Linked DNA regions of Zea mays: all the other regions are linked to region 4. A link is a contact called in public Hi-C data. All regions are on one chromosome and are shown on one strand. Each heading gives the region's core, a stretch centred on a gene start, on an enhancer-like site or on the middle of the called end of the contact. The rest is flanking DNA. Distances are from core to core; before and after follow the strand shown. Region 1 overlaps LOC100384150. Region 2 holds the start of LOC100384150. Region 3 holds the start of LOC100147736. Region 4 holds the start of LOC100382590 (putative leucine-rich repeat receptor-like protein kinase family protein).

Evidence for each region. Hi-C and Micro-C count contacts between places; a contact is called where the count stands out from the background.
Region 1: a contact with region 4 is called in a Hi-C map of an unstated tissue, with 4 times the contacts expected there. The contact joins the enhancer-like site here to the promoter of LOC100382590 in region 4. A contact is called at or near these places in 2 of 25 Hi-C or Micro-C datasets (leaf and an unstated tissue).
Region 2: a Hi-C map of tassel shows a contact between it and region 4, with 9 times the contacts expected there. The contact joins the promoter of LOC100384150 here to the promoter of LOC100382590 in region 4. A contact is called at or near these places in 9 of 25 Hi-C or Micro-C datasets (ear, endosperm, leaf and 2 more) and 1 of 3 datasets of contacts at active chromatin or transcription factors (leaf).
Region 3: a contact with region 4 is called in a Hi-C map of ear, with 2.5 times the contacts expected there. The contact joins the promoter of LOC100147736 here to the promoter of LOC100382590 in region 4. A contact is called at or near these places in 2 of 25 Hi-C or Micro-C datasets (ear and tassel).

What each region holds. Positions count from the first base shown.
Region 1 is chr9:37,158,928-37,162,330 of Zm-B73-REFERENCE-NAM-5.0, reverse strand. LOC100384150 reads left to right here. Exons shown (of 33, transcript NM_001362245.1): 28 at 1-52; 29 at 555-632; 30 at 719-850; 31 at 927-980; 32 at 1,056-1,136; 33 at 1,261-1,640. The coding sequence ends at 1,311. Among protein-coding and RNA genes, the nearest start is that of LOC100384150, 18 kb to the left of the region's middle. Within about 2 kb of position 1,675, at least 2 of the 20 cell types and tissues checked have an H3K27ac peak or open chromatin away from gene starts, as enhancers often do.
Region 2 is chr9:37,176,904-37,180,247 of Zm-B73-REFERENCE-NAM-5.0, reverse strand. It overlaps LOC100384150, which reads left to right and starts at 1,374. Exons shown (of 33, transcript NM_001362245.1): 1 at 1,374-1,606; 2 at 2,504-2,565; 3 at 2,706-2,798. The coding sequence starts at 1,489.
Region 3 is chr9:37,952,329-37,955,576 of Zm-B73-REFERENCE-NAM-5.0, reverse strand. LOC100147736 reads right to left here and starts at 1,886. Exons shown (of 3, transcript NM_001358120.1): 1 at 1,281-1,886; 2 at 1,058-1,191.
Region 4 is chr9:37,500,079-37,503,299 of Zm-B73-REFERENCE-NAM-5.0, reverse strand. It overlaps LOC100382590 (putative leucine-rich repeat receptor-like protein kinase family protein), which reads right to left and starts at 1,273. Exons shown (of 9, transcript NM_001175320.1): 1 at 1,066-1,273; 2 at 747-879; 3 at 526-597; 4 at 85-426; 5 at 1-2. The coding sequence starts at 182.

The DNA.
Region 1 (3,403 bases), core at 426-2,925, 340 kb after region 4:
AAAAGCTCGAGTGACTCCTGATCAATGGACCAAGATTCCTCTCCCAGTTAAGGTAACAGTTGATTATTAACATTTCCATCCCCGTCAATGTTTCAAATCTAGATAGGAAGCACTATGTATCTGGTATGTAGCCATGCATTGCCCAATTTTTCCACACTTGTGACAAGATTCCTTTTTTCCTACTGGGTCTTATGCAACCAGCAGTTCAGCACCCAGCAAAATAAAAAATGTGGCATGATTCTCTTGAGGTAGCCAACGTGTGCTTGTGAGTTGTGAATTTAATCGCCTAATTTGAAACAAGTGTGGCAAGAATGTGATAACATGATAATCACCTTACTAGTGTACAGACCAAATTGCCACTGTATGTCTAATACTCCCTCCGTTCGTTTTATTTGTCGCTGGTTAGTACAAAATTGAACCAAGTGGTGTCAAATAAATAAAAATGGAGGCAGTTTTTTCTTTTAACAGTGTTAACCAATGTATGTGACACCAACCATCAAGTAGCCTTTCTCTTAATAATTGCTGCTTAACATTCTTGAATTTGTATTATGCAGATCTTCTCATTGCTGGCAGATACTTTAACTGAAATTCAGGAACAAATTGGTGCTGGTGATGACGATGACTCCGAAGAGGTTTCTACACCAAATCTTGTCATTTCAAACTATTAACTGCAATGCTTGTTTGATTCTGAAACTTCCAACTTTTTTTTGCCTTTTAGGATAATGACTGGGAAGAAGTTCAGAATGGTGATGCTAGTATATCAGATGATATCATACACTCAGCATCGGTTCCTTCAATGACTAATCCATCAGTTGAACATTTAAATGCAATGGCCAAGGTTTTTGATGAGGTTTGTGAGCAACCAGGTCTGCTCCTTTGTTAGTTCTGTCATATTTATGCCATATTTACCTTGAGTTGTACAACAGGATGATGATGATAGTTATGACGATGATCTGACAAAAAACGACCCTCTTAATGAGGTTCGTTTTCACTGCAGAAAAGATCTTCCATTTGAATTAGATGACGTCAAAGTCAAATAACCCATATTCATGCAGGTGAAGTTAGCGGACTTCCTAACAAACATCTTTGCTAACTTGTGGGAGAATAATCGACCAATATTTGAGTATCTTTGCCAGGTAAAATGTCATTTGTCCGGTTGATTTGCATTATCAATCATTCAACAGATATGAATATGTCCTATGTGAAATGAACAAAGCCACATGCCCACATCAACATTGTCCTCTAATAAATCCTTTGCAGGGCCTGTCGGATTCACAGAGATCAGCTGTTGAAAAGGTTTTGAGGAGGTGAAGCGTTAACTTGGGATCCTGTCTTCCACCTTTCGGGATATAATATATCTTCATATTAGTTATCGAGTCCTGTTTGCATTGCTGTGGACTGGTTTTCTTGCTCATTATATGTTCATTGGTGTAAACTGATACATCTCTGAAGCCGGTGTTATGAGGTTTTGTTAGTGTAGGTTTCTTTATGTTCTTTGTATTTAAAATCTACAAGATGTGAGTATTTGTTGTACCGGGTGTGGTGATGTTGGGTATTCATGTCTGAAGAATTCCCGGCTTGACTTGTTCTTACGTTGAATTCCTCCGGAGGGACCTTGATTCCTTGGCTTTATTCATCAATTTCATGCATGCCTATTTGGAGGAACGCCACCTTTGGTGTTTGGCAGGAGCGGTTAAGCTCAGGGAGTTGGGTCCCGGGGTTGGAGTTCCTTAGGGCTCTACTAGTGTGTGCGGTGGTCAAGTGTTTTCTCCTTCCTTGGTCAAGTGTTTGCCTCGGTTCAACCCCTCACTCTTGGTTTGGAGTACGGGTGTAGTTTTTCTTTTGTAAGAACCTTCCTTTTTATTCTATCTTAATTTAAAGATGCAGTTCTTCTGTGTATCCAAGATTTTTTTCATTTATGGACTAGTTGAGCTCCAGTGGCCGACTGAAATGTTATTTAGGCCGAACGGTTCCTTCGGAACCGTTTTAGCTGGATTGTTATGTTTATTTGTATTAACATTGGTTAGCCAGAATAGTTTCTAGTCTCAATCCAATATAAATGAACGCAGCCTTATGGAATGCTTGCTTAGTGGACACATGTTGGCACGCTTGAAGGTAGTCAAATTAGATGAGTTACTTCAAACCACGCCAAATCTCAGTTTAGGATACATTGGTCTTTGGGGGTATTCAGAGTGCTGGTGAAGAATTTTTTAGCCTTAGGGTTGGTATGGCAAAAATGTGGTATATGCGCAGCTTTAGGATACTAGACAATTGGGCCTTTAATTAGTTAACTCCTTGTGGCTGGGGAAATAGAAAACATGTACCTCCATAGGCGCCACAATTGATCATCCATTCATATCCCCAACTTCCATGTTGATGGTGCCTGCCGTGCTAGCTGATTTATGCAACAGGAAGGTGAACTTTTCTCTTCGTGTCCACATCCTTGGTTTTTGATCTATTGATTCCCGATTCTGACTGATTTAGGTTCTCGATATTATGAAAATAAACCATGGCAGCTTCCTCGGACGTTTTGGTTAATCAGTTAATACTAGCAAATTCCGCGGTGCGTTGCAACTAATCTAATGTGTATACTAATTTAATATGTATGGGAATTGGACTCTATGTTATCGTTAAATGTAATCTATTTTAATTTATTTGAGTGAGTTATGAATCTGTTATATACCAGATATAAAGGACCTGATCTAATGCATTTTGAAATTCTACCTTATACCTTGTATCTATTATCATTATACATAAGCTGTTTCAACTCGTATGAGTAAGTATAGTTCATGCAAAAAAGCATGACAAAAGAAACTTTTTACTGTCTGGTAGTTAAGGGGAGGTGGATAAAAAAAGTAAGACAAATTTTTGGCTCCTAATATTAGATTAGTAAACATGTCTGCCTTGTTCGCTTCAGCTTGCTGCAGAGGTTGCAATGACTTGAATTTGTACATGTGCAACTTCTTTTGGTATTGTGAGTGGTTGTTGCATTATCACAAACAAACACATATGTGCTACTTTTGATGTTGTGAGTGGTTTGTTGATTGGAAAAATATCGTACTTCACATACTCAAAATACCGTCAACATTCTCGGAATAAAAGGATGATAAGCACATCACAAGTATATTTTATCAAATAATAAGCATCATATGTCCATGAGCATTTTATGCATATTTTAGCTTAATGGAGAAGAATGAACTGATGGGACCCACATAGGAAGGGTTGGCTGGTTATCTCATTGGACCCACTAGACTTCTAAGCTTATTATGATCCATGTGAAGCACTTTAAAGTGACACATCATTTAGATCAACTTAGATTTTGTCACACCCGGTTTTGGAAGGCAAACCGAATGCGAACTATGTACGTGCCAGGATCAGAACTCACGTACACAGCGATTACATA
Region 2 (3,344 bases), core at 125-2,624, 320 kb after region 4:
GATGTATAGTGCCACTCTGGTATACCATGTTACACATCTCGAACAAGTGTTTCTGTTACTTAGTCAAAACAAGCTTAAATTGAAGCAATCCAATTGTTTGCTTGCACGGGACAAACTTGAGTTTTTGGGACATATCGTGAGTGCAGCTGGCATTGCCACCGATCTAGGAAAGATACATATAATCAAGGAGTTCCCTACACCAACTTGTGTTAAGAATGTCCACAACTTCCTTGGAATGACAAGGTGACGCCCCAGCTATTGATTCGTTAGACGGGCTCACCGACGTTGCTTGCTACATGGGAAAAGGAATAACTTACCAAGCAACAATTTTCGGCCTCTTTAGCTTGGGGACGAGTTGTATCTCGAGGGAGAGATGTCAACAACCCTTCAATCTAGGGAAGGCAACAGAAGATGTTGATCGCGGGAGGAGCCATCGCCCACTTGGACCAAGAGCAATCGACGTGCGATCCAGCCCAATAACAAATACATGGGTCTCTAGTGGATGACATAGGCGCACAACTGTCTGTAATCACATGATATATATATATGGAACCAAAACGTGAACAAATTGGCAAAGTTGGGATATTCATACACTTGCTGGTGGTCGACGACGATATGTGGACGTCGACTAGATCAATATACTATACCAATTTTGCGTGTGCGTTAACATATCACTTTCCATTGGGGAGGGTCGCTTATCTCACAAAAAAATTTATGGGTTCCTACCGGACACCGAGTACTGCATGATTTCAATGAAAACACTAAATCTCACAGATATGATAGAAAAAAAGAAAACTAGATCTTTTATACTCCATCCGTTCATTAATATATGACACTGTTGATTTTTTTAAAACTTTAATCACTTGTCTTATCAAAAAAAATAATGAGTTATCATTTATTTTTTTGATTTGTTTTACACTTAAGGTAGTTTGTGCTTAACTTAAAATTTTACATTTTGAATAAATATTTTTAATAAAATGAGTGATCAAAGTTTTTGAAAAAATAAATGATATCATATATTTATGAACGGAGGTAGTAGTATATATATAGATTGATAGAGAAGAGAAGATATAGATAAATAAATTTATAAATGAACTCATAAGCTTTTATTCCTTTCCCGCCATCGAAAACCGGAGCGCGGCACCTTCAAAACGGGAAACGTTTGGTTGGTGGGAAGAACTAACTAGGCTGGCAGGTGGGGTCAGACCAACATGAGCGCACACCGGGCCCATGCCCAAATCCTGGCCCATCTCTATTTTCTCTCGATCCCACCTTCTTTTCCCTTTCTCGGCCGCCACCTCTCGTCTCTTCTTCCGTCTCCTCCGCCTCCCCACGCTTCGTTATATAAACCCTAGACTAAAGCCCCCGAGTCCCTCCGCCCCCGCTCGCCACAACCACTGCGCGTGATCCCATTTCGAAACAAAAAAGGAGGAGCGCGCTCGCACTCAACTCCGCGGAGCCCCAATCCCAGCGTCGCCTGCGGTTTAGATGGAGGCGCACGGCGACCAGCGGTGGCTGGTGGATTGCCTGACGGCTACGCTCGACACCGCGCGCGATGTCCGCGCCTTCGCCGAGGAGTCGCTCCGCCAGGCCTCGCTTCTCCCTGGTTCGCCACCTCCTACCTTTACCCCCTCTCTCGTGGACGATTGGCTTGTAACTGAAGAATCGAGCAATTCAGCTTCACGCGTTGGCCAGAAGCTGTTTTCTGCTCCAGTTTTTGGCTGCGTTCTTCATTTTGGCTGACGGCTGTAGATACTACGGGTGTGGCAAATTACTAGTGACTGGTGAGAGCTGAGGGGTGAACTGAGAGTTGAGCAAGCTGAGAGTTGATGGGATCCCCTAGGCTTGTGAGCAGCGACTTCAGAAATGATGATTGTTTTATTGTTTAAGGCAGGTTTACTGTCGTAGCATTGTCCTGTTCGGGAGTGCTGCGCATTAGTGCAGCACTGCTCTGGTTGCTAAGGCTTTGATTGGGATTGCTTTGCTCTATATGTACACTGCTTCCCAGGAACACAACTTCTGTATATTTTAGCTGTGTGAGAACGTCTCTATCCCTGTCCAAGTCCTTAGAGGCAAATTCATAACTAATCCAGTCCACAGCGCAACTTGACAACATTTAACCTGGCCCCACTGTAGTTCACAGCACAACTTGACAACAGGGAACCTGGCTCCACTGTAGTGCATGTCAGCTTCATTGATGATGCTTTATATTCTGTCAGAAGTGACACTCTTTCTAGCACTGAAAGTGTGATTGATCCCAGCACCATTCTTACATGCCCTCTTGTTGTAGATAACTGAGGTGGTCATAGAATTAGCATGCTGTTGCAACTAGTAACCATAATTAGCATGCACATCCACATTTTCAATTGTGGTCTGTTATATCTGTCAATTATTTGCCAATCAGGTTGAAACCTTTTGCTAGATTTGGGTTCGCACAATTCTTTGACACATGAATTGCAATCAACTGACAATAACTTATTTCTTTCTGTAATTTTTTTCTCAGGATATGGAGCTGCCCTTACAAAAGTTACAATCAACAAAGAGATCTCGTTTGGTTTACGACAGATATCCTTCCAACCAATTTTTGTACATTTTGTTCCTTTTTATCAAAATCCTGTGTTGAATGCTGTATTATTTTCAGGTTTCCTTTTTTTATGAGTGGGCTAGCCTTTTCTTCTTTTTGTTGTTCCTTTACAATTTGCTACCTTGCTGCTGTCTTACTAAAGCAGTTTATCAAGCAGCATTGGCAGGAAGACGAAGAGAATTTTGTGCCCCCTGTTGTTTCTGCTTCAGAAAAGGTACCAGCAAAATAGAACTTGAGTGAGAATGTGCCCTTTGTTTCATTGCTTCCTCGGCTTGCCCAAGAATATGATAACAATTGCCATTTTGTTCTTTAATAAAATTTATTGAATTAAAAAGCTACAGGTTTTGAAATCTGCAAGAATGGGGAATGGTACCCACATTTTTGGAATAAATTTTAAAAATGATGCAACCTAGACTCATAAAAACTCGGCCAGGGAGGGAACAACCTAGATTCATCATTGTTTGTTCAACACCTCTTTGGTCTTTACACTGGGGTACTGAAAAAGCTGAAGTTTTCTGGAGCCTGATGTAAGCAGGTGCAGATGTTGGCGGGACCTGGCTGGGTTAGATAATTTGGGCTGCTGGGGAGAGAACTTCCATGGCTTCAAGACTTAGGCTATCCGCAGCGGTTCCCCCTATATCACTTTTTTGCGTCACATCATCAACATTTCACCCCCTAAATTTTCATCTCCCGCAGCGGTTTCCCCTATATTATCCCCCTATATCCCACTACAACTATAAAATATTATTATCTAACCCTA
Region 3 (3,248 bases), core at 637-3,136, 450 kb before region 4:
AAAAAAGATGGATATTATATATGAAAAAGCCTAGCAATTTGCTGTTGATTTGTTGGTTTTTCTGGTGTTGACCCCTCAGGGGTATTTATAGGTGCATGTGAGGAGAGTTGGAGTATAAGGGGCCGTTTGGTTCGTGGCTAAATGTGTCACACTTTGCCTAAGGTTAGTCGTTCGAATTGAAGAACTAACCTTAGGCAGAAAAGTTAGGCAAAGTGTGGCAAATTAGGCATCAAACCAAACAGGCCTTAAATCAACTTGTACTAGGCCTAACCTAAGTCATCTCTAGCATTCTGTCCTTATCTTTATATTAAGGGATTTGTTTTCTCTAGACGATAGAGACTGAACTTTGTTCTGTTATAAAATAAATACTGAGAGTTTTATTATCTCCAAATATGTCTAACCATATCTATCTTTATTTCCTAACATCTTCATCAGTCATAGCGAGAGTGAAGCGGACGGTTGCGACTGATTTCAACTCCTGTTTCTGCCATCATCTTCTCCACTACCTATATATGTGTGGACATGTACCTTATATATTTTAAGTTGGTGGACCAGTCCCAGCTACTAGGCAACTAAATCGAGCCATTGCAGCATAATTAAACATGTTCTCCCAACCTGCGAGGCAACGATACTACCCACCCTTTATTTCCTTCCCACTTGCGGTAGTTTTTACTGGTGGTAGTTCTAGATCTGGACGGTGTTGTTCATGCATGTATGGTCCAGATTCACTGTTTAGATCTACCGTTCCCCAATCATGCATATGTGGATCCATAAATCAAGAAATTGTTGAATAATGGAAGGAATATGTGAAGCTATCAAATACAATAATCCAGGGACAGAGAATTTGTTTAGTATGGTTTTACAATACTCAAACACCATGTTTAACAGTGGCAAACACACTATATATATGATCCAAACATAACATCTAGTTGTCTTGTATGAGGGTGGAAAACTAACATTTGAAGACCAGAAGAAATATCGAACGTAACAGCGTATAAATGATTACCAATAATAGCGTACTTATGCAGGAGAATAGGACTACAAAAGTAATAAGTACCTATGCTGCGATGGACAATTGCTGATGATACTAGTCTGGCAGATGTGCTGGAAAAAAAAAAGCACAGAAATCTGCTCTAATTTCCACTCCCACAAATTGATCCATGTGTACAATTCCAAAAGCCGGTTTAAAACCTGAAAGTAAAAGTAAAGGAGGTTAACAAAAAGAGAACTCTATTGATAAAAGTTTTTTTTTCGGGCGGAGGTGTGATGTGGATTGTTACCTGATAACAAAAGGGTGGTGCAGTGCCTTGGACATGGAGCCGATAGAGATGTATACAGAGGGCACAAAACCTATGAGGCAGTTACTACGATGAGAGTGTCGAATACAAATTAGACCTAAAATGACAGGGAAAAATTAACAGTGCATAAACCCCACAGAAAGATTAGTTACCAAATCAGCAATAATGACAGAGGAAGAAAAACATGAGTAAATCTAGTTTTTTAATAATAAGATAACATCCGAAACATCATGTGCAGAGGTGGCTGCACGGTATGCAATGCAAAGGAAATACGATGAAAGCTGCAGGTAATTGAAGAAGTGCAGGTAGATGCTCAGAAGCCGCGAGTGAAATGGCCGTAGGCGGCCTGGCGGTGCTGCTGGACCACGTCGCCGCGGAACTGGTGCGAGGGCCGGGGCGGTGCCGCAGCCCGCCGTAGGTGGTGCGCTGCCACGCCGCACGGCCAGCGGAGGGCGCAGGCGGGTCGGTACTCCGGCGGGTTCGTGGCTCGGTGGCGGTGGTGCGGTGCCGCACCGCGCGGCCGGCTGAGGGCTCAGGCGGGTAGGGTCTCCAGATCCTGGAGAGACAGCGACGGGGCTGATGTGGATCGGAATGGGAAGTTGCGTCGGAACTCCGGAGCTGGCGTGGGTAGGATGGTCTTTTCCCTTTCTGTTGGTGAGTGCGGGTTGGGCTGCAAATGAGGTCGGGTCGGTTCGTCTCCATGACCAGCAAGTAAGAGAAAGTTATAATTTTGTCACTCTCACAGTTTCACTTTTGACTTCATATTATGATGTCATCTCATGTCTATAACTGGTGGGATCATCTATGTCTATAATTTGTAGGTCCGATGATATATAGCGAAACCCACAAATAATAATGGCAAAATTGTCAATGGCTCAGCGAGTAAAGACTTGGCTGAGCTCGATCGCAATAGCTTGAGCTTGGTCGCATTACGAATTGGATATTGAGCTCACGAGTTACCATAATAAGTCTCATTTATAGCATAAACTAGTATAATACACGTGCATTGCGACGGTACACAATCGTATTTTCATGATATTGGTTGGGAAGGACGAGGTCGTACACGCAATGCAATCAATGGTTGAGCGAAATAAATATTATACTTTATTTTAGCCAAAAGACCGAGAAAGATATGAGTTGAAAAAGAACACAATCGCTGTTTTTATAGAGCTCTCTGTAGCTCGTCCTCATTCAGCTAACGGGGTGTTATTATATGTGTACGACTTCCTGTCGTATTGGGCTTGGTGGCTTCTCACGGTCTATATATGGTATAGCAGCCTTGATGACTTATAACTCAAGACATTGACTCCATATAAACACACGGTATGACTACCAGTTTTAAAGACCCACAACATCTTCCACTAAACATATACCCTTTTATTTTTCTCTTAGACACACGCATTAAACACACAGTTCATGGACAGATAGAACCATCAAGATATCTATGGCTATTGCACAATAATCCGATAGAGAAGAAAACATGCCTCTTGGGCACCAAATTGAGGTGCGGACAGGCCAGCCCTGAGGCCGGACGGTCCGCGGTCCGGACGGTCCGCGCCTGTGGGCCGGACGGTCCGCGCGCGCGCAGAACAGATTAGGGTTCCGAGTTTTGTGCTACGGTTGTTAGCTAGATTCGCGGAATTAGCTCGGAATCAGTTGTGTAAAGGGTCCAGCCCCCTCCTCTATAAATAGAGAGGTCTACGGCCGATTTATCATCAATCGAATCAACAACACTTCTATTTCGCATTTTATCCTAGGAGTAGTTCTAGTCTAGTTTAGGTTTAGCCTCTCGATCTCCAAATTCTCGCTTCTCTTCGACTCTACGCCGATTAGAAGAGTCTAGGTCGGCCTGCCGAGCCTAGACATCACCTAGGATCTCTCCTCCCCGACGGGGTCCCTCCCGGGAGCGAGATCCAGGCCGCCGCCGGCGACTTCCGCCGCCTCTGCGTA
Region 4 (3,221 bases), core at 24-2,523:
CTCTGAAAACATAGTATAGAGCGAACACAAAGTTAAGTAAAAATAATACCTAAACATGAGCACAAACAGTGAGAAACTACTCACAGGAAAACGAGCTGGGACAAGTTAGCTGATGCTGAAGGGAATGGACCAGAAAGGGTGTTGTTGTTGAGCCTCCTGGACATGGCAACAAAATCCAGCATATCATGGCAAGAGGACAGGAACTATTTAATGCGAAAACCTGAAGAACAGCATTAATGAGAAGCTTGTATGTACTAGTACTACTGTAGAGTTGGCGCTCACAAGTACTGCAGGCTCTCAAGGTGGCCTACAGAAGCGGGGATTCCACCGTACAGGTGGTTGCTGGAGAGATCAAGTGTCTTGAGCTTTGTAAGCTTGCCAATCTCTGCTGGGATTGGGCCGGTGATGTTGTTGTTCTGCATGAGACTGCAACAGGGAAAGGAAAGCAAAAGACCAACCTCCAGTCAAAAAGGCACCAGGCAATGACAAGGTTATCCATCATCCGTGAGAAGAAGTAATACTCACACAGTCTCAAGGTTGGTCAGGTTCCCTATGCTCGGGGAGAGCAAGCCAGAGAGGTTCTGTCCTGGGACCTCCCTGCCAAACATTCGAATTGCCACAGTCCACAGAACATTGGGTAAGAACACATGGATGTACATAGGGGGGGGGGTGGGGAAGAAGAACTCTGCAGCGAAATGTGATCTGGGACTGGGAGCAGCGCAAGGGAGAGGAAGTGGAACGCTTACAGTCCGGTGACGAAATTCTCTGGCGAGCAGCTGACGGTGGTCCAGCTGCAGGGATCCACGGAGTCCTGGTCCCAGTTCTTGAGGACGCCACGGGGGTCCTTGAGCATGCTCTTGATCGTCATCAGAGCTTGCACTGCACAGCATTATAGTACATATATATACCAGAGAAATCACTTTGATTTCATTTCCTTAGGAGAAAGAACCGTCAAAAACCGCCGGTTCGATTCGAGGCAAACGGAACAGAGATGGAAACCAGTGGTACTACTGTAGAAACAGATTATGTGACGAAATAAATGAAGTAAGGGAGAAAGGATGGAACCTTCAGGGTTGACGCCCTTGGGGGAGAGGAAAGCGCTGGAAGGGGGAGAGATGATGAGCAGCAGCAGCAGCAAGAGTAGCACCAGGGAGGGTGGAGAAGTTGGAGGCGCCGCCTCCATTGCCGAAGGGAGGCAGAGCCGCAGAGGTGGGCGGAGCCAAGGGAAGAGAAGAGAAGAGAACGAGGTGGAAGGGTGGCGGTTCCAAGGGCAAGGGAGGAGATGGTGTGCGCCTGCGTCCTGCCTGCGTGCAATGTGTCCTCAAACATGGAACAAGCATGAGGCCAAGAAAGACATGCAAACGCAGAGCAGGTGTAGTCTGCAGCGCAGCGCAGCGCAGTCCAGCGTTCTCTCTCTCTCCGGCAGGACGCAACAGCACAAAAGCAGGGGGGAGGGTGAGGGAAGGAACAAACACGCCTGCCATCTGACCTTAGTGACCTGCCATGAAAAAACGCGATAGAAACAATGGACGAATTCTTTTTCACTTCTCCGATTTTTTGCTTTTTGTTTGTTCTTGTGTTTTTTAGTTATTCATTTCAGATTAAAGTCAGCTATTTAGACTGTTGTAGCTATAACTTATAAATAAAAAATATTATATAAGCATCAGAACATCTCCATGAGACTAGGTAAATAGCTTATCAAGAAAAATTTTGGCTAATCAACAGCAAAATAACTCTCCAACAGACTAGCGATCCGACTCGCCAAGCTATCCGACTCTCCAAATTAGCTCCCTGACTAACTAAACTTGGTTAGCCACCTGACTAGCTGAAATAGATAGATAGCCTGTTGGAGTGAAATGCTTTATATAAAGTATAATCTTTATTAAAAGATAAATAAAAGTTAAATAGAGAGTCAAAAATAAAGAATCTTTTGAAAATGCTCTTAGACATGATACGAATTAAAGCTAAATGAACATGTTGTTTGATTGGTGAGAAAGACGAGAGAAAAGGAGGAATTGTGGATAATACTACTCTACCCATGTTCAATAGCCCTCATTGAGCTCTTTCAAGGGCTGTCTCAACTACTACTTCACACAATCTACCAAATGGCGAGCTTCTCCACTAACTTCTCCATGAAAAAAAGAAAAAGCATCCATAAAAACGAACAAGGCCAGGAGCTCTAAAAACAGACTTTTTTGGCTCTCTTTCATTCACTCTTCCATAAAATTAGGAGGAACTACGTTTTTAATTAAATAGGGTGCTCCTACATAAGCTCCCCGTGAATATAAGGAAGAAGTTATTTTTCTAGATAAACCAGAGCTGAGTCGATGATATGAGAGTCCTACCAAATGGAGTCTAAAACTCTAAATATACTTCATATTTGTAGCAAATGGAAGGACATGCCAAGACAAAGAAGAGAAAAACATTGTAGGATTGTGCTTTCCTTTTTTTAGGGGAGACGCTCCAGAAAGGAGAATAGTGTGAATCGATCGTTATTATTGTTTGAAAAGATAAACAACGCCTACGGTGAAAAATGCACACATGATATCACTGAAGTATCACTGTGATCAAGGTGAAAACGAATGCATAGTTGGATATCAATTTCTTTTGTATTTTTCTTTAATTGTGAAATAAAATATAGAATTTGTTATGCAAAATTGTGTTCTTGTTTTTAGCATTGAGCTTGTTAAGATTCATGAAAGGTGAAGCTCAAAATTTATCAAATATCTTCTCGAATGTTAGATATAAAATTCGAGTATAGACATAGATACATATTGGATTGTTTTCACCATTTTTGTTGCGCTGAGCAAATAATGCATAAAACAATTTATGCAAAATTTTATTCTTATTTGTAATAATATGCTTGATAATATGTTTTAAAATATTAAATTTATCCTAACAATTTGGATATCCACTTTCATCCTTAATTGTGACTACCATTTTCTACTAGAATATTAAGTATAATATCTAATAAATGTATCACAATTAGCACCTTTTTGTGATAAATCAACATAAGAATTTTTAAGTCTTATAAACTATATAAAAGGCAAAGTGTCAAAATTTTTAATATATTTAAGTCAAAAGCACCAAGTTCTAAGCGACTAGTGTAAGTGCGTTGATCGAGAAGACAAAAACTACTAATTAGACTTTGTTTGGATGTTGATTTGATCCTGAGGAATTGAATCGATTGTCAATACCAAATCATCTTTACAATAGAAATA